4 separate regions of the Mus musculus genome follow, and all the other regions are linked to region 4. Evidence: chromatin contacts called from public Hi-C and HiChIP or PLAC-seq data. All regions are on one chromosome and are shown on one strand. The core of a region is the stretch at or near the end of the contact, and the rest is flanking DNA. Distances in the headings are between cores, read along the strand shown. Region 1 overlaps Phlpp1 (PH domain and leucine rich repeat protein phosphatase 1). Region 2 has its middle 120 kb from the start of Gm41928. Region 3 overlaps Phlpp1 (PH domain and leucine rich repeat protein phosphatase 1). Region 4 holds the start of Phlpp1 (PH domain and leucine rich repeat protein phosphatase 1).

Region 1 (4,517 bases), core at 1,410-3,909, 160 kb before region 4:
AAGTACCCAAGGGGGAAACAGAAGACCTGGCTCTCTGAGAAGTCAATAATGCAGTAAGAAAGTTGAACCTCACTTATGCAAACAGATTTAAGAGAACTCTACCACTGAGTATAAACAAAACAGGTGCATGCTCAATGGGAAGGGGGGCTCTTAGTAAGAATTCCTCATTCACTTGTATTAAAGTGATTTCTATCCACAGTATAAAGAAAAGGAAGTGCAATTATTTTCTGAATCAACTCAGTGACAAAGCACTAGAGGACTAGGATCAGTTGTTCTCAACCTACCCTGTACATCATAGGTCAAGACCACCAGAAAACACATATTTCTGATGGTTTTAGGAACTGAATCACTGCTCAGTAGTAAAATTACAGATATGAAGTAGCAATAGATATAATTTTATGGCTGGGGGTCACCACAACACAAGGAACTGTACTTTAGCTTTAGAAAGGTCGAGAACCAATAGCTTAGGTAATGACAATGGTCCTTAATCCTAGAACCAAGCAGCCTCTAAAGAAGAGGATAGGGGCTTACTTGCCATATAGCTAGGCTGGCTACTATGACACTAGCTGTAGGCAGATATGAAACAGTTGAAAAGGAGGGAGTCCAAAGTGAGGGATTCTCCAAATATAAAACACATACTGGGTTAGAATCTCTCATCCAAAATAATTGAAGCCATGAGTGTTATAGATTTAGGTGTTGTTTAGATTTAGTTAGTATGGACCACTACTTGGACATTCATGATCCCACATTCCAAAATATTTGGGGGCATCAAAACAATACTCAAAAAGTTTCAGATTTCTGTGTATTTCAAAATTCAGACTTTTAATTAAGGAATAGATTTAAAAGACATAGTAGAAATAAAAGGACTCTGTGATACTTTTGGTATATTGGACTAAACAAAGTATATCACTAAAATTATTTCGCCTGTTTGCAGATACCAATGAATTTAAAGTAATTTAATGTGGGGAAATCTTTTCCATATTAGGAATAAAAAAAAAAAAAAAAACAAGAAAAAAAAACAAGATCCCCAAACTCCCCACCTAATAATACCCCTTAGATTTCTAACCCTTAGATTTCTAACCCTTAGATTTGTTCAAGTTAGTTTTCTGTATATGCAGAAAACAGATCCCAGCACTGTAGAGTCAAAACTCCTGTTAGAAAAAGACAGGAGTGTCCACATAGAACACATATCCGTCTGGTACTTTAACGGTAATGGGTAAGCAGAGGCACTGAGCAAGATCTGGGAGACAGAGATCAAATGAGTTTTTGCTCACTTAAAAGAGAGAAAAGTTGAGAGTCGGGTACTACCACAATATTGTAGAAAAAGACTAGAAATCACAATATCCTGTTAAAAAACAAAACAAAACACACACACACACACACACACACACACACACACACACACACACACAAAAAAAAACCAGAGTATAAAATGGTAAGCTGCAGGGTTGGATGTCCTAGTCTGTAAGAGTATCATTCTTGCAGAGGACTAGTTAGGTTCCAATAACCCACGACAGGTAGCTTGCAACCTTACTCCAGGACTCCATAAACCCTCTTCATTCTAGCACAGGAACATGAAGAAAAATAAAGTAACATAAATAAATGAATAAAATAAAATAAAAATAAAGTAAATCTTTATAAAAATGACTTTCAGCTCAAAATGCCAGATAAACACTATATATATATACAAAAGCAGTTGTAAAATAAAACCAGCTGATTTGAAAGAAAAAAAATTCAAACATGGATATTTGGCCAAATAAGCCATAATTCAAACTATTATTTCAATTCCATTATATTCACTCAAGTTTTAGATATCATATTATAATTATTTAATAAACAGGAGGGAACCAAAACCTTAAAGAGTCTATATTAGTTAAAAAGTATTTTTAATGATTTTAACAATTATAATTTAATAATAGACAAAAGCCTGATTGTTTAAAAGATAAAAATTCAATTAAAAAAACCTAAGTTAAAAAAGAACTCTTATTACAGTGAGTGAATACATGTGTGTCCATGGTGATGTGAATCAGAATGGCCCCTGCAGGCTGCTTGGATACTTGGATACTTGAATGCTGGCAGAACTGTTTGGGCAAGATTAGGTGTGTGTCCTGGATGAAGGAAGTGGGGGTAGCTGTAACTCTAATTGTTTTCAAACCTTACTTTTCAATGATGGCTCTTAAATGCTTTAAGCTGCCCATTCGCTCACCACCCACCAGAGGTAGTGGGAAAGAAAGTATGGGGTGGGGGACGGACCTGTTTAGAAAGGCACTTTAGAGCAACTCCCATCTGTATTGTCTGGAAATCGACAGTTCAGTTCACAGGTTAGCAGCGGCAGCTCTATCCACTCACAAACACTTCCCAGATACACCAACAATCCAGTTCAGTGGAGTTGAAATAGCAAATCACCAGAGGTGGCACCACCTAACACAAACAGCCAGGCCTCAGCCTTGCTCCAAGTTAACAGGAGGATCCTGAAGGGATACCAGGAAAAGTTCTCAGCTGTGCCTCCTAGCAATTCAAAGATCAGCAAAAATGGGTGACCCACAGCCTTACACAGGTAGCTCTATAAATAAACCAAGCTTACCCTCCATCAATGTTTGTCAAGCCCTTGTATAGTCTTTCTAAACATCGCTCGTCCTCTATGGGACTTGCCTCAGCACCTGCATCTGTCTCAGCTGACATCATTCTGTCAATCAACCTAAGTCTGTAGAAGGAGCAAGAAACTACACCACATCACCAGAAGTTTTTTGGTGCATTTCTCTCTACAGAGTCCTGACAAATGTAGCTTAACTACACAGTGTCAGACAGACCAATATACGTGTGTCCAATATACGTGCCTGCCTGCCTGCCTGCCTGCCTGCCTGCCTGCCTGCCTGCCTGCCTGCCTGCCTGCCTGCCTGCCTGCCTGCCTGCCTGCTATGCTCTCCACCATGACGGTTATGGACTCTAACCCTTTGAAACCACAAGCCCCAAGTTAAGCACTTTCTTCTTTAAGATGCTTTGGTTGTGTGTTTTATTACATAAACAGCAAAGCAAACAAGACAGTATTTTATACACACATACATTTCACAGCACATACAATCTCAAAGCTAAAGAAATTTAATTAAAATGGATGCTGTGATAGATGTAAACATCTATCTCTCTCCAGTTCCTAAATCCTTATGAAACTTAGCCAGTATAAGAGCTCCAACCTCAAATAGGATCAATGTCCTACAAAGTGTGAGTACAAGAGAAAGCATCCAATTTAAAAAGTAAGCTTTCACCAAACACCAAATCTACTGGCACATAGATCTTGGGTGTCCTAGTCTCTGTAGCTTGTTAATCACCCACTGTAAGGTATTATAGTAGCATAGTCAGGACAGACTGAGATAGTAGGCATTGTCCTAATTTCAGGTAGTTATTTTAAAAACAAATCAAGAACAGGACTTTGAAGTTATTTTATTTCCCAAACTCACAGATAAAATGGCTATAAAAAAAGTTGTGTCACTACAGGATACATTCAACACATCACAGTTAAGAAACCAATATAAGGCACATGTCTTTAATCCCAGCACTCGGGAGGGAGAGACAGGTGGATCTCTATAAGTTTGAGGCTAGCCTGGTCTACAGAGGGAGTTCCAGGACATATGAGTTACATAAGAGAAACCCTGTCTCGAAAAATTAAAAAATAATTCAATATAATTCTATCATTATATAATATAAAAACTATTAGTCAAAATTCTTAGCTATGAGTCAAAGAGTGTATTGTAGGAAAAAAATTACTACCCTTTCATTTTCTTCTACCAAGAGCAGCAACATCAGCAATGAGGATGCTATTTCAAATACCTTATATATTTATATAAAAACAATTCCAGAATAGTGTTCCCAAACTAAGAAAAAATATGAAGACTGACTTCCCTTTCCAAAGCAAGCAGTCTACTTCAGAAAAAGAACAGCGGCCTGTGTCCATTGGGCCCCCCACAGAGCTCAGAAGGGGAAACGTATCAAGTTGGCATGCAAACAGAGCCTAATAAGAAATTATTTTAATCATTAAAGTGATGTTGCATGATATAGTGTTACAGTACTACACTGAGCAGACAGCAACAGACACTGTAGGATTTTACACCATGTGAGGTACTCCAAAAATCCAAGGCACAGTTTTGCTTTTCAGTACTGGCATAGGAAAGTCTGGGCACTCTATAGACTCAAAATTTTCAGAGATTAGACTACTAACTATGGTTTGCTACAGGTAACCCTTGAAGTCCCTTTCAAACTGGGTACTGTAAAAGGCCCACGTATAACAAAGTACACTTTAGCTTGTTAGGAATGGGGCTTCACATGGCAGGTGCAGAGTGATGTCAGGTTGATGGCAGTTCCTGATTTGCACCCCTTACTCTATTAATGTCACAAAAGCACTAAAGTGGGACAGGAGATGTCCAAATCTAAAACGTCTACAGTGCCATGCATTAGTGCATGTTATTAACCCTTACCTGTTCCTTTCTGCAGCTTCAGAGACATACCAACAAACTGCTGAGAGG
Region 2 (4,311 bases), core at 783-3,282, 230 kb before region 4:
CTCCTACCCTTCCATCCTTCTCAAGTCTCTTAGTTGCTTGGGTACATAGTTTTTCTCTGCTGGTGCCAGCCTGTCCCCCTTCCCTCTAACATCCCCTGGAGAATTGAGCTGGTTGAGAAAACAGTTGATCAGCAGTGCCAGAGGTACGACCTTGAGAGCAGTTCTCCCGAAGCCATGGTTGCAGACATGCCCGGCACCACCCATCATCCCCTGCACTGGGACGCTATTCCCACAGTACACACTGTTTAATATGGCTTGCATCTCAAATGCCCCCTACAGGCTCCTGCAGTACCCAGCTGGTTGCCCTGTTTCAGAAGGTTCTAGAACCTGCCTATTTGTGAGTGCTAAGCCTTTGAGAGTTAGAGCTGTTTGATTTTCAGGTCACCAGGACATGGGAAGCTGTCACTTAACACCTGTTGCAACAGTTAGTTCTGACCAGCTGCCATGACTTTGCTGCTATGACGGCCCAGACTCTCTGTAATCATAAGCTGAATAAACCTCTCTCTTAACTGCTTCTGCCAAATATTTTGTCCCAGGAACAGGAAAAGCAACTGATGAGTGAACCCAGAAGATGGCCCGACCCATAGAAGCTGAGATAGGCAAGTAAGTTATGCCAGAGCCTCAGAGGAGTGGGGATGCTGACATTGCTTTGGGCTTCTAGACTCCAGGACTGTGTCAGAAACCACACACTTGTATTTCTTTGTTTCAGTACCTCTTGGAGACCAAGAAGAGATCTGCCCACAGTCCTTCTATAGCTCTTACCTCAGAGAGTCTGCTGGAAATAAGCCCCACATACTGCCAAACCTGTTGATGGGCTGTCTCAAAATGGAATGCATCATATACTTCAGGTTGCTTGATAAAAATAGATACATGCTTGCATATAATAATGCTGGATAGGTTCATGAGCATCAGTATACATGTGAGTTTGCTCTCAGCATTTTCAGGAAGGGGGATCATCGTATGACCAGACAGAAGCCACTGTCTTCCACCTACGTGTATGCATCCAGCTTAAGATAGGGTTTCCTTTAGCAGCTTAACTCTGTTCTCATGTTGGAAGTGGATTTTGTGCTGGAATCAATTGTTAAAAGGACAGGTAAGGTTTCACCTTTTAGAACCAATGGCTTCCCAGAAGCTGTGTGCTTGGCCTTTTTACCGAGGTTCTGGTGATCACCGTCAGCTTCTTGTGTGTGGAAGGCAAGGAGAGGCTGGCGGAGTCATTGCTGTTCCATCAGAGTTTAGGATCTTGTGTCTGTCACTGAGCTTTAAGGCAGGACAGAAGGAGGGAGAGAAGGAGGGAGGGAGGGAGGGAGAGATGGCAGAGGGAGGGAGGGGGAGGGAGGAAGAAGAAAATTAATTTTCTAAGCCCGTGGTAAAATATCTGGAATCTTGACTTCAGGTAATAATTTTCCAATGACTTTCCCAATTTATTTCCTCAGCACTGCCTTGAAGATGTATCCAGGCAGAAGAGTTGGTGACTCAACGTTAGCTCACCACAGTCATAAAAATGACTGATTCTCATGAGCACAGACACTGGATAGCCCTCCTATCCGTGCACAGAAGATGTTGCGATGAGGACCATAGCCTCCTGCCTGACTCCCCTCCAAACCCCTGGGGATAAAAGCCATGAGTATCCTGGAAGCTTAGCTCAAGTCCGCAGACATGCTGCTCTGTGAAAGGACAGGTACTTTTGCAAGCCTATTGTGTGAGCAGCTGCATGTCTATAGAAACTAATACGGTGATTCATTGTTCTGCTGTAAGCTTCAATATTTGACATAAATTTTGTCAAGGCAACCTTTCCCCCTCTGCTTCCGCTTCTAATATTTAATTGTAACACATTGTGGTTGCAACAAGCTGAAACCATTGAGATTAAAAAATGAGTTGTAAAAAAAAAATGGAGAAACACATTCTTTGTGGTGAATACTAATCTTGCAAAGCATTTTATTTCCGGGGAGGCTGCCAAGAGCAAGTGTGGAAGAGTCGGTATTGAAATGACTCATGGCATCTGCAGCCTCGGGAGGTCAGAGGAGCAGACAAGGAGAATAGTCAAGGGCTTGCCTTGGAGGTGGAAGAACACTCCATCGAGCAGACAGAGCAAAGCTATGTCTGGAAGGGAGGATTCCCAACCTCCACACACTGGGTCAGGGCACCTTCCCTTTTCTGGATTAGCTTCCGGCCCCGTGGAACATTCTCCTCTCTTAAGTCAATCAACTCTGCAAGACTGGATTGCTTACTCTTGGTTCACTGAATTCTGGTGGGCTGTCTTAGAAATGACCCCTCTGCCGAGCCTGTGGGATCTTCTCAACCAGGCCTGTGTGGTCACTCACCTTCTGAGGGTACTGGGGACTGTAGGATGGAGCCTGCCTGGAGGAGCAGGAGGTGGATGGACTACAGCAAGCCCAGCTCAAATGGAGCAGAACAGAGCACAAGGCCCCAAGATGCTGAGGAGCTGCAGGGATGCTGAAGAACTTGGTTCTCCAAGCAAACAGCAGCTCAGCCATCCTGTGCCCACCAGCCGGTCTGTGGACTGAGCACATTCCCTAAGAGTACAGAATAGGGAGAGTCATTGAACCCTTACCTGGGATTCCAGCCATCTGTCCTAGCCATTTGTTTGCAATTCTTCCCTAATTTTATGTGGCTTGGAGTACATAGACTGGGGACAGTTGACTAAAGGAAGCTGTATCTGTGTGACTATTGGGGACACCACCATCCATGCTGGGTGAAGACTGCAGTGTAGCTGTTTTGGGTCACCCAAGCTCCTATATACAATCCCTCACCCATGTTCTGTAGGTAAGGCCAATAAACTCCCTAGTTGAACTTTGGTAGAATTACATATATCTTTGTCATTAGAACTTTATGGGGATGTAGATGTTCGTTATGTCTCCATTGAGCAAGAATTCACACAGCTGAGGCAGGGGGTGGGGGGCGCAAGGTAGGTCCAGGAAAAAAGAGAAAGGAGGGAAGTCAACTTAGGTGTCTCCTTTCAGCTTCCTTAGAGAAGCCCAGACCATGTCTGAGCAAGGGCTGGAGGCCCAGAGAGGTTTAGAACTTGTGCAGAATGGGAAAAGACATCTAGGTCAGGTTTAAAAGTGGCCAAGCAGCCCTCAGACACACCGAGGACCTGCTCCAAGCACCTCAAGTGGAGGTACAGATGCTGGGGAACACACATATCTGCAGGATGAGCCTCTGGAGCCCTTGGGGTGCATAGGACCATGGGTAAAGCAACAAGGAGCCCCTGTCAGTGGGGCCAAGGAGGTTGCAGGGGTGCAGTGTTACTGTCACCGTAGGGATTTCCCCAGTAACACAAACTTTCACTCTGGCCAAGGAAGAACATGGCCTACCTTAGTGGACAGCTTGAGGGACATTGAGGCTGAGGACATTTTGGGGTAAATGGAGAGTATCGAGGTCACGCAAATAGAAGGGCAGGGTGCGAGGCATGCTAGAGAGTAGCAGTGGGAACTGCTGTATCCACTTTCTTCAAGGGCCTGACACGGAAAGGTAAGCAGAATCAGAACCCACCTATTTGGGAACAGCTGTGAAATGGCTCACTGGGTGTTTGCTGTGCAGAACAGCCTGGCACTTCCAGCCTTCTGTGTTCTAAGAATTCAGATCCATGTGAGCTCTGAGTACAGGAGTTCTGCCTGCTCTTCTGTCCTTTCTGGTTGGTGCTGCTGGCAGAACTGGAGGTGGACACAGTGTAGTTAAGGGCTCTTCATGCAGGAGGGAGGTCATCTGGGCAGCAGAGTATGACATCTGTTCCTTCCCCAGAGGGAGAAGTCATTCTTATCCCTCACAGCACAGTGTGGTCCCCAGGGCAGGGATATCAGGCAGAAGCATTTTTAGTGGTCCTGCTGTGGGATGAGCTTTGGGCAGCTTGCAGTCTCTGTCTGGGTCAAGTCCAAGGTCTTCACTGACCGAGTGTTTTCACTCCAAGTGTGAATGCACCTATGGACACACATGTCTCTCCAGATAATCATCATTAAATGTGTTCCAGTGTTTGCCCTTGGGGGCTCATCTCAGGCACTCCACCTCTCCACCATTTCTACAGAGTGAGTGCCCAGTGGACTTAGGGAGATGCTCAGCTTATGAGGAAGGCTAAGGAGCCTTGATCCTAAGACCTTCAGAAGAACAAAACAACCACCCCCCATCCCATTAGGCTAAAACCCCATTCCTATACACCAGCCAGATGAAGCAAAAAGATGCATAGACATACACACACAGCATGAAACACACACACATACACACACACATACACACACACCAGCAGCATAAAGCACAGATGCACAAACACACACACTTTGAATTTTTTGAAAC
Region 3 (4,584 bases), core at 1,261-3,760, 180 kb before region 4:
CCACATGGTGGCTCATAACCATCTACAATGTTATTTGATGCTCTCTTCTGGTATGCAGGTATACATGCACTCATGCATAAACAAATAAATCTTAAATTAAAAAATGACTTTTAGAATTATGGTGTGTATATATAGGGTAATGAAGTATCCCTATAGTTTCCCACTAAAACAGTGCCTTCTCAATTATGGTGTGTGTATATACGGGTAATAAAGTATCACTCAATGTGCATCTTTCCATGGAAACTTTTTGGCTTACAATTCATAGTTCACAAATAGATCAATAACATTTTACTCACCAACCTATCACCTAAGGGACATGGGTAATTTTACTTGTGAGGAGACTTAAGTTCAACCATATGCAATGATGTGTGTGTGTGTGTGCGCACGCGTGTTTGATGTTTTGTCTCAGCTATTATAATATTATATGCAAACACACAATTTTCTTCTATAAGATTTTTTAAAAAAGGAAACTGGGTTTGTTCCAACAGTTACCTCGTACTATACATTGTTAGTAAATGGCTCCCAGATCCTAACAATGGTGTATGTGTGCTGTGCAAATAATAGCAAGAGGTTAATGCTGAACTGGATGCTTTCCTCAGTCACTTTCCACCTTAGCTTTTGAGACAGGGCCTCTCACTGAACCAAGAGCTCACTCATCCAGCTAAACTCGTTGTCTGACACGCTATAGGAATCCTGCTGTCTGCTTCCCAGCAGCTGGGCTACAGGCATAAGCCACCACTCCTGGCTTTCTACCCCAGGGGTTGGCCATCTGCAGGTCTCCATGCTTGAATGGGAAGATGCTTTACCAATTGAGTCATTTCTCCAACTAGCCCTTTGGATTTTTATGCGATCATTTAACAGTCTGGCTTATTGATTTTCTACTGTAAAATTTTCAATGTACTGACAAAAATACTCTTTGGATTACAATTTTAGTACTACTTCTGTGAATGTTTTGTTATCATTGCTCTTCAAGGACTTATACATAAAGCCACTCTTTTATGATCCCTCTTCCATTCACATTAACTTACCTCTAACTTTTAAGTTCTTCTTTATGGCATATTTAGTTTTCATAACTAAGTTTCTGTTTATTCTTAAAGAGAGCTTGTCCTGCTATAAAAAGCTTAGGTCATACTTTGATCAATTTTGAAAATGTTGCTCCATTATTACTTTGCATTAATACTTTTGGGGTCTGGTGACTATCTAAATATGTGTCCCCTTAAATCCCTTTAACCAACCTTTTAATGTAGCTCTGTAATGCTTAATTTTTCAGAATCTAAATCTATTAGATCTCAGAGTTGATATAGAGTATCCAGGGCCCCAACTCAGTAGTTCTTGTCAAATATGCTTATATGTCAGAAAAAAATCTGCCCCACTCCTTTCTCCGTTCTGCAAGCTCTCGATATGCAAATTCTGCTCCTCCTGGGTGCATTTCCCACTCTCCTTTATCTCTAACCTTTTATTTCTTCATTTCACTTTTACTTCTCTGCTTGTCTTTAATGCCTCTTTCTGAACTTTTATTTGAAAGTATTACCCTTTATCTACCTGGTAATATACTGCTCATTTATAAAATCACTATTATTGCCTGCCATTTTAGGAATTCAATGACCACTCTTCCCATTTGTCCATTTTTGTTCTTAACTTCCCAATATTTTTCATTTTAATATTCCCAAATGCTCACAGATAATTTAATTCAGCTTGGAATGTTGCCTTACATTTTTGTCTTCAGGATAACATAGAGGAGGATGTGTGTTCTTTGATTTTTCTTAGACACTGTTACTATGGATACGTTCATCGTTTCCCTGTTGATTTTCATGGCATCTGGATATTTATGGGAGTATTTAGGGATTTTTAAATTATGTGCATATGTGTGTAGGCTTGTTGCACCTGAGTACAGTGCCTGTGGAGGCCAGAAGGCATCAGGCCTCTCAGAGATGGAGTTACAGGCAACTGTGAGAAGCAGAACCTGGATGCTGGGAAACAAACTTAGGTCCTCTGCAGGAGTAGTGGGTCCTCCTAACCACGGAGCCACCTCTCTCTCCTGTCTATGGGATTCTAAGTCTTTGGGACCATGTGCTATCCTAAGGAGTTTTGTTTGGATTGAAAGCAGATGGATGCTGTGTCCTCCGGTGTTCTGTTCACAGAACATTCCTTTACACTCCTTCCCTCTGCACTGCACTCACTTTACCTCCATGCTGCCAGTTTCCTCTGTTGTCCTGCAGAGTGTCTCCTGTGCTGGGTTACTATGCAGCCTGACAGGCAATGGGTGGAAGGGAATTTGAGGCTGCTTGCTGAAACCTGATGTTTACTTCTCTTTTTGTTTAGGCTTTACCTCTTTTTGAGTTAAGATTGGAGAATCTGTCACTTGGAGGCAGCTAAAAGAGCAATGTTCCCCATACATCTGCTCTAGGTCAGCAGCTCACAGCATGCATGTGCTTCCATTACCCAGTGGGCTCTCAGAGGAGCAGCACCTCAGCTTTAACCCTCAGCTACTCTCCATAAGTGAGTCAGGAGTAGACGCAGAATCTAACTGCAAGGGTTCTGTCTAGTGTGGAATTCACAGCTGTGCACACCTCCCATCCTAATGCATTCTTGTGGTTCCCTAAGAACAGGTGACCCCTGTAAGCACCAGCAGCAGATCAAATGGCCCAGCTCATCTGCTGTGAGGGTTCTAGAGAGTGGGTGACAAAGGCCACCAGCGCATCCTGCAGAGCAGACAGCAGTCTTGATGATCCTCTCTGGACACTATACATAGCCACTCTTACGAACATTTAGAACCCTTGATTAAAGCCTTCTGGATCATCCCTGCTAACCCCACGAATTACTTATCAGAATATGATCCTTCTGAAAATCACAGAGTTGGCTATCGTCTAAAGTGCACCCATGCCCTTTCTTTCCCCAGGATGGAGGAAAATCTTGGACATTTTCTGTGTAGTAGTCTAAATCTCATCAGCTGATTCTCTGTTTTAGCAAACTGGCCAACTGATTTTGATGCTAATACCCCCAAAGAGCTATCATGTACAAATATCTGAAAAACATAAGAGATAAAGTATATGCCCTATCCTAAGGAAACTCAATTTCTGTGGATAAGTCTTTTTTTTTTTTTTTTAAGGAATCTGTCAGCAGAACCTCCCATGGTCACCTTGAGCTTTCAGTGTTTGGTAGACCTTACACATTAGAATTACGATGCTGGCCTTGTTAAACAGGCTGATTCCAGCTCTCTTTCTCTAACATCTAAGTCTGAAGAATGGAGATAAAAGCCAGGAATCTGCAAGTTCTCTACAGGCTTCTGAAGACATACTTTTAGAAACACTTTTAATCTACCACATCTCTCAAAACATCACATCTTCAAAGATAGCTCACAGCTTTTCAAAATGCCAGAAATATCTGCCTTTGCCAAAAGGCACCAGTTGTCATGGTCAATTGATCACTCTCCTCTGATTTTCTGTTCTCTTTTAGCTCCTTTGATATTTAGAAATATTCTTTCTGAGTCACTCAAGCTTATGGTTTATGGTGTGACTAATACTCTAGGGATAGTTAATGAGCACAAGAAAAACACCATGAGCCTTATTGGCACATGGATGTCCCCAGCCCATCTCCCACCTCTGAGCATCCCTCTGCTACTCCAACCAGGTATAAAAATAGATCTGGGTCCCACGAGTACTGGGATCTGTGCAACTTTCATTTAAAAGCATCCATTGCAACTTTCCTTTGAAAGCATCTGTTCCAGTTTTCTTAGTTGGACTAACTCCATCAAGAGAAGCTATCTGGCCATCAAATGTGCATGAGGATGCTAGGTGGACAGGGAATCACTCACTGCCAAGATTCCAAGAAAGAGCAGAAGGATAGAAGTACCTCTGGCTGTGACTCATGCACTCTGGTGATGCATGGGAAATTACCTAGCCTTCCTCCGACCATCTGCTGGTGACAGATATGTATCTGAAACTCCTTTGGTGTTTCCATCATGAGAACTCTCAGCAAAGATATTCAGCAAGATGAGGATTAATATTTACCAGTTTACCCAATAGAACCAAATTCTGCCTTCTCTCAAGATGCAAAAATCAAAGTCAATTTCTTTTCTTTTCTTTTCTTTTCTTTTCTTTTCTTTTCTTTTCTTTTCTTTTCTTTTCTTTTCTTTTCTTTTTTTTGAGACAGAGTTTTCTCTGTGTAGCCCTGACTGTCCTGGAACTCACTCTGTAGACCAGGCTGGCCTCGAACTCAGAATCTGCCTGCCTCTGCCTTCCAAGTGCTGGGATTAAAGGTGTGCACCATCACTGCCTGGCCATCAAAGTCAATTTCTTAACAATATATGGTCCATCAAATTTCACATCCATCTACAACTTTGAGTTACGAGCTTATATTTATTTTAAAATACATATTTATTTTAATTGTCATAAGTGAACATAATATTTATAGTGTGACATTTTAATTCAAGTATAGAGTATGAACTAAGCAATAAAACTCAAAAGTGAACAGAAAACTTAAATTCATAACCTGGTGATCAAGTCATAAGAATGCTAATAAGATGTAGCCCCAGCTCCAGGGGAGGCATGGACACTTTACTGGATGTCACCTAATTGAAAGTAG
Region 4 (4,088 bases), core at 133-2,632:
CGTATCCTCCCCGAAGTCGACAGAGGAACGTCCGGAGCTGCGGCTGCCATCGCCTTATCGTCTCCGGGACCCTCGCCCGCTATCACGCCAGTGCTGTCTACGCCCGTCGGGGCTTTCGGCTGCAGTAAAGCCGAGGTCTTCGGGGAAGGCGGCCGAGGCTGCGCGGGGCGGCCGGGGCGGTGGGGCATGGCCGGATCAGCCTCTAACTCCTCCGACGACGACGAGGAGCCGCCGCCGCCGCTGCTGTAGGGGTCCAGCCGGTCTGACACGCTCTCGGCGCTGGGGCTCAGGCTGAAGCTCTCGGTGTCAGAGGCCGGGCGCGGGGCGCGGGGAGGGGACCCGGGGCCGCCCGCGAACAGCTCTCCGGGGCTGGAGTCCGAAGGCGCGGGGCTGATGCGGGGTGCACAGCGCGTCCAGGCGCCCCCGGGCAGCGGCAGATCGGCGGGAGGCGCGCGCGCAGGGCCCCGGACAGCACCAACAGTGCCGCTCGAGGGCGGTGGCTCCACGTCCCTTCCGTGCTCTCCGTCCAGGGTCTGATCGCTGGCGGCAGGGGCGGCGGCGGGAGGCGGCCCGTAGCCCAGCACCTTCACCACCCCGCCGCCTTTGTGGCCCAGCTGCAGAAGCCGGGCCGCCACCTCGGCGGCCGTGGTGTCCAGCGTGCAGAGCACTGGGCGCAGGTAGGACGAGGCCATGTGGCGGTCAAAGACGTGCACACAGCCCCGCTGGAGCTGGTGCCTCACCCAGTCCCTGTCCGACGGCTGCAGCTGAAGCAGCTGCCGGTGCTTCAGGAGCAGCGTCTTCCTGTCCAGGCTCCGGGTGCACAGCGACGCCGAGGCCGAGCAGGACGCCGGGAGGCCGCCAGCGGCCGAAGACGCCGAGGACGGCGACGAGGACGACGAGGCGGCGGCGGCGGCCGACAGATTCCTCTTCAGCCGCCCTCTCTTCAGCAGCAGCGAGTTGGCGCCGCCGCCGGCCGCGGGCACCGGAGCGGCCCCACCGGCCGCGGGCTGGGGAGCTCCCCGCCGCCGCCTGCGCCCGGTGCCTCCGGCGCGGCCGGGCAGCGGCCCCGGCGGCGCCTCGCAGGGGGCCTCCTCTCGCGCCGCGCCGCCGTTCCCGCCGCTCGGGGCCGCCGCGCTCAGCGCGGGATCCGGACACCGGCCGCCCTCGGCCGCCGCCGCCGCCAGGGCTTGGTCCTCACCCGTGGGGTCCGCGAGTCGCTGTGCCGGGGCTGCAGCGGCGGGCTCCATCGTAGCGGGGCTTCACGTCGCTCCCCCAGCTCCGGAGGCAGCGGAGGAGGAGGAGGTGAGGCGAAGGTGGGAGACGGCGGCGGCGGCGGCGCGAAGAGAACGGAGACGCCGATGGCGTTCGGCGCGGCCGCTCCAGAGGATTATGTGGCGATCCGGAGCATTCCGTCGGTGTCTCGGTGTTCCATCCCGCGCGCCGCCCGCCCGTTTCGCCGCCACCGCCCCCCCACACACACCCTCCCCGCGGGTCGCGGGCTCCCCAGCGCCAGGCCCCGCCCGCTGCTGGACAGCCTCAGCTCCCGGGAGCTGCGGCCCGAGCTCGCCTCATGAATATTAATGAAGCGCGGGAAGGCGGGCGGTGGCGGGGCGGAGTTGATCATGAATATGCATCGTTAGCATGACGACATTTCTGCGGAGAGCGGGAGGCTGGGGGCGGGGCCTCAGGGTAAACAAACGTGACGCGTGCGTACGGGGGTGGGGCGGAGCTGTTTCCCAGGAGGTTTGTCCTCGCCATAGAGGAGAGGTGGCGAGAGGGGCTCGCGTTGCACAGTGGGGGTTGTAGTTCATCTTCGTGTCGAGGATACCCAGAAGAGACCAACAGCGAACTACAAGGCCCAGATATCATCAAATTCTGCCCACCCTCTCCTCCAGCTTCTGGCCCTTGTTGGTGGGTATTGTGCCCTCTGCCGTTGAACTCTGTGTCCTGTGAACGTTTTTCATTAACTTGATCCTCTCCTGCTTGCCAGATGAGTTTTATTTTCCTGGCTAATTGAAATTGAGAGTTTTTAGGAACTCTAAACTCTAGGTAAGGCCTTTGTATGAGACAAAAATACATACACAGTTCACAGGATCGCTGGCCCCGTCTTCCTGACTTTTTCCGCACTTTTTTCAAGGCCCATGAAAGCTAGCAGTGTTTGCACTCAAATTAAACCCATTTACTCCCTCCCCTATTAGGACAGAAATAGCTAAGGACCTGCTTGGAGCCTTGTATCCCGTTGGTTTTAAGCTTAAAAGAAGCTTAACGACACAAAGCAGTGGACGAAGGAAGAAATATTAAAATGGAGTCATAGTGGGATAGGAGATAGACTTGCTTTCTCTTGGTTCTTTCTGGATTTTTCTTTCCGCACTCGGGGCCGGGTAGAAAGGGTGAATGAGACAAGGTTTCCCAGTCTAGTCTGTTCTCCATACTTCCGTCCACAAACTGCTCACCACCTACGCTCTACCTATGTTGTATGGGTGTTTACTGTTACATTGTATGATCTATAAACATTTTTTTATTGGTTGAACCAAGCTGGTTTAGGGCAATTAACTATTTGAAATAATTTGATAAACGTTGGTCATTGAGTTGCCACTCTCATGATGGCATTGCAGATGTAGACACTAATTAAAAGTCTTTTTCCGGAGTTAGAGGGCTCAGCAGCTAAGAGCGTGGGCTGCTCTTCAAGAAGACCCATATAATAGCTCACCCTGAAGACAGTGCTCCAATGTAATGCATAGACATATTCCAGGCAAATCATTCCTATACATAATGATAATAATTTTTTTAAATTAAGTTCTTCCTGACACTCGATAGACTAAAACAGGAAGAACTTTATGAGCTCAAAACTAGCCTCTTTTACAGAGCAAGCTCCAGGCCAGCCAAAGTTACATAGTAACTCAAAGAATAATAGTAATAATAATAATGAAGATATCCTGTACCTTACCTTTGGGTTCCAGAAGACTAATATTTATTATGGGAATATTATACACACATGCATATACATTTATTTATAGTTATAAGTCTCAGTGGTGATGCCTTTATCCTGCCATTCAGAAGGCAGAGAACAGCAGATCTCTGAATTTGATGCCAGCCTGGTCTACATGATGACATCCTGTCTCAAAACAAAAGAAGTTATGATAATAGTTGTCAAACACTGTTAGGGCGGTGGACAGACACTTGATTAGATCCAATTGGACTGAATTTAGAATCACCATGGAAACACGGGGTATGTGTGTGAGGGTGAGGTGCCCTGAGCACTGACAAAGTGTGCCCAGCTGTCTGGAACTCCTGCCACGCTGCCCTCCCTGCCCTGACGTTCTCTGCCCTCAAACTGTGAGCCAAATACGTCTTTCTTTATTTGGGTATTTAGTAACCTTTTGTTAGGTGTTTGTTACAGCAATGGGAAAAGTAACTATCTCCAAATAAAGAAAAAAGTAGATCTTCTCCACACAGAAGAACAAGTGTTGGAGCTGGAGAAATGTCTCAGCAGCTAAGAGCAAGAGGACCCAGCTTCAAGTCCCTGCACCACATGGTATTTCACAACTGTCTAACTCCAGTTCCAGGGAATCCCATTCTTTAGCCTAGCTTCTGTGAACACTGTGTGTATGTGGTGCACAGATACATGTACAGACAAAACTCCTGTACATATAAATAAATTTTCAGGAAAATATTTTAAAGCAGGTATTAAAATGCAATTATGCCAGATTTCACACATGGAATCTGTAATATAAAAGACAACCTATCGCGTACTTCTCAGGAATCCCACTGGCAGGGATAGCAGAATGGCAAGAAAGACCCACAGTGTGATCCCGAACCTTCAGGAAGTGACTAAACAAGAATGTGAAAGGAAAGAAAGAAAACGAGAATTTCTGAAGGAGTAGACTGTCTTTGTAATACCAGATAAAACAGAGCTCTGCAGTTGAAATAGCAAATTGGTGAAAAAGCAATGAAATCTAAGCATTCATTGTGGGGGGGGGGGAGTTGTTGAGTCATAGGATATCATGTAGACCCTATGCAGCAACCCACACTCTACAATTGCTGTGAATGAGAGAAGAGTTTTGATTTGAAAATAAAACTAAAACTGT

Evidence for each region. Hi-C and Micro-C count contacts between places; a contact is called where the count stands out from the background. HiChIP or PLAC-seq counts read pairs in DNA pulled down with a chosen protein or histone mark.
Region 1: a Hi-C map of rod photoreceptor shows a contact between it and region 4, with 1.7 times the contacts expected there. The contact joins the enhancer-like site here to the promoter of Phlpp1 in region 4. A contact is called at or near these places in 12 of 39 promoter capture datasets (the C10 cell line, the HPC-7 cell line, cranial neural crest and 6 more), 4 of 15 datasets of contacts at CTCF or cohesin (CD8 T cells, the NIH/3T3 cell line, large pre-B cells and 1 more), 29 of 484 Hi-C or Micro-C datasets (B cells, the HL-1 cell line, bone marrow-derived macrophages and 12 more), 39 of 115 datasets of contacts at active chromatin or transcription factors (the 230-238 cell line, CD8 T cells, the HL-1 cell line and 25 more) and 4 of 9 other capture datasets (adipose tissue, bone marrow-derived macrophages, liver and 1 more).
Region 2: a contact with region 4 is called in an H3K4me3 HiChIP or PLAC-seq map of bone marrow-derived macrophages, with 13 times the contacts expected there. The contact joins the enhancer-like site here to the promoter of Phlpp1 in region 4. A contact is called at or near these places in 24 of 39 promoter capture datasets (the 3T3-L1 cell line, 3T3-L1-derived adipocytes, the C10 cell line and 14 more), 10 of 15 datasets of contacts at CTCF or cohesin (CD8 T cells, the NIH/3T3 cell line, embryonic stem cells and 4 more), 162 of 484 Hi-C or Micro-C datasets (the 3T3-L1 cell line, 3T3-L1-derived adipocytes, the 63-12 cell line and 99 more), 66 of 115 datasets of contacts at active chromatin or transcription factors (the 230-238 cell line, CD4 single positive thymocytes, CD8 T cells and 45 more) and 4 of 9 other capture datasets (adipose tissue, embryonic stem cells, liver and 1 more).
Region 3: an H3K4me3 HiChIP or PLAC-seq map of craniofacial prominence shows a contact between it and region 4, with 5 times the contacts expected there. The contact joins the enhancer-like site here to the promoter of Phlpp1 in region 4. A contact is called at or near these places in 14 of 39 promoter capture datasets (the C10 cell line, the HPC-7 cell line, cranial neural crest and 8 more), 4 of 15 datasets of contacts at CTCF or cohesin (CD8 T cells, the NIH/3T3 cell line, large pre-B cells and 1 more), 24 of 484 Hi-C or Micro-C datasets (B cells, the HL-1 cell line, bone marrow-derived macrophages and 11 more), 43 of 115 datasets of contacts at active chromatin or transcription factors (the 230-238 cell line, CD8 T cells, the HL-1 cell line and 29 more) and 3 of 9 other capture datasets (adipose tissue, liver and pancreatic islet).

What each region holds. Positions count from the first base shown.
Region 1 is chr1:106,331,048-106,335,564 of GRCm38.p6, reverse strand. The region is part of intron 4 of Phlpp1 (PH domain and leucine rich repeat protein phosphatase 1); the gene reads right to left. Among named protein-coding and RNA genes, the nearest start is that of Phlpp1, 160 kb to the right of the region's middle. Within about 2 kb of position 2,659, at least 1 of the 459 cell types and tissues checked has an H3K27ac peak or open chromatin away from gene starts, as enhancers often do. A contact at or near this core is called in rod photoreceptor, where this site is marked.
Region 2 is chr1:106,398,687-106,402,997 of GRCm38.p6, reverse strand. No RefSeq gene overlaps it. Among named protein-coding and RNA genes, the nearest start is that of Gm41928, 120 kb to the left of the region's middle. Within about 2 kb of position 2,032, at least 103 of the 459 cell types and tissues checked have an H3K27ac peak or open chromatin away from gene starts, as enhancers often do. A contact at or near this core is called in the AML12 cell line, the BV-2 cell line, the Ba/F3 cell line and 22 more, where this site is marked.
Region 3 is chr1:106,352,232-106,356,815 of GRCm38.p6, reverse strand. All of the region lies in intron 10 of Phlpp1 (PH domain and leucine rich repeat protein phosphatase 1), which reads right to left. Among named protein-coding and RNA genes, the nearest start is that of Gm41928, 170 kb to the left of the region's middle. Within about 2 kb of position 2,510, at least 21 of the 459 cell types and tissues checked have an H3K27ac peak or open chromatin away from gene starts, as enhancers often do. A contact at or near this core is called in SST interneurons, bone marrow-derived dendritic cells, cortical neurons and 1 more, where this site is marked.
Region 4 is chr1:106,169,163-106,173,250 of GRCm38.p6, reverse strand. Phlpp1 (PH domain and leucine rich repeat protein phosphatase 1) reads right to left here and starts at 1,382. Exons shown (of 17, transcript NM_133821.3): 1 at 1-1,382. The coding sequence starts at 1,247. It overlaps Gm20753 (predicted gene, 20753), which reads left to right and starts at 1,727. Exons shown (of 3, transcript NR_040630.1): 1 at 1,727-1,911.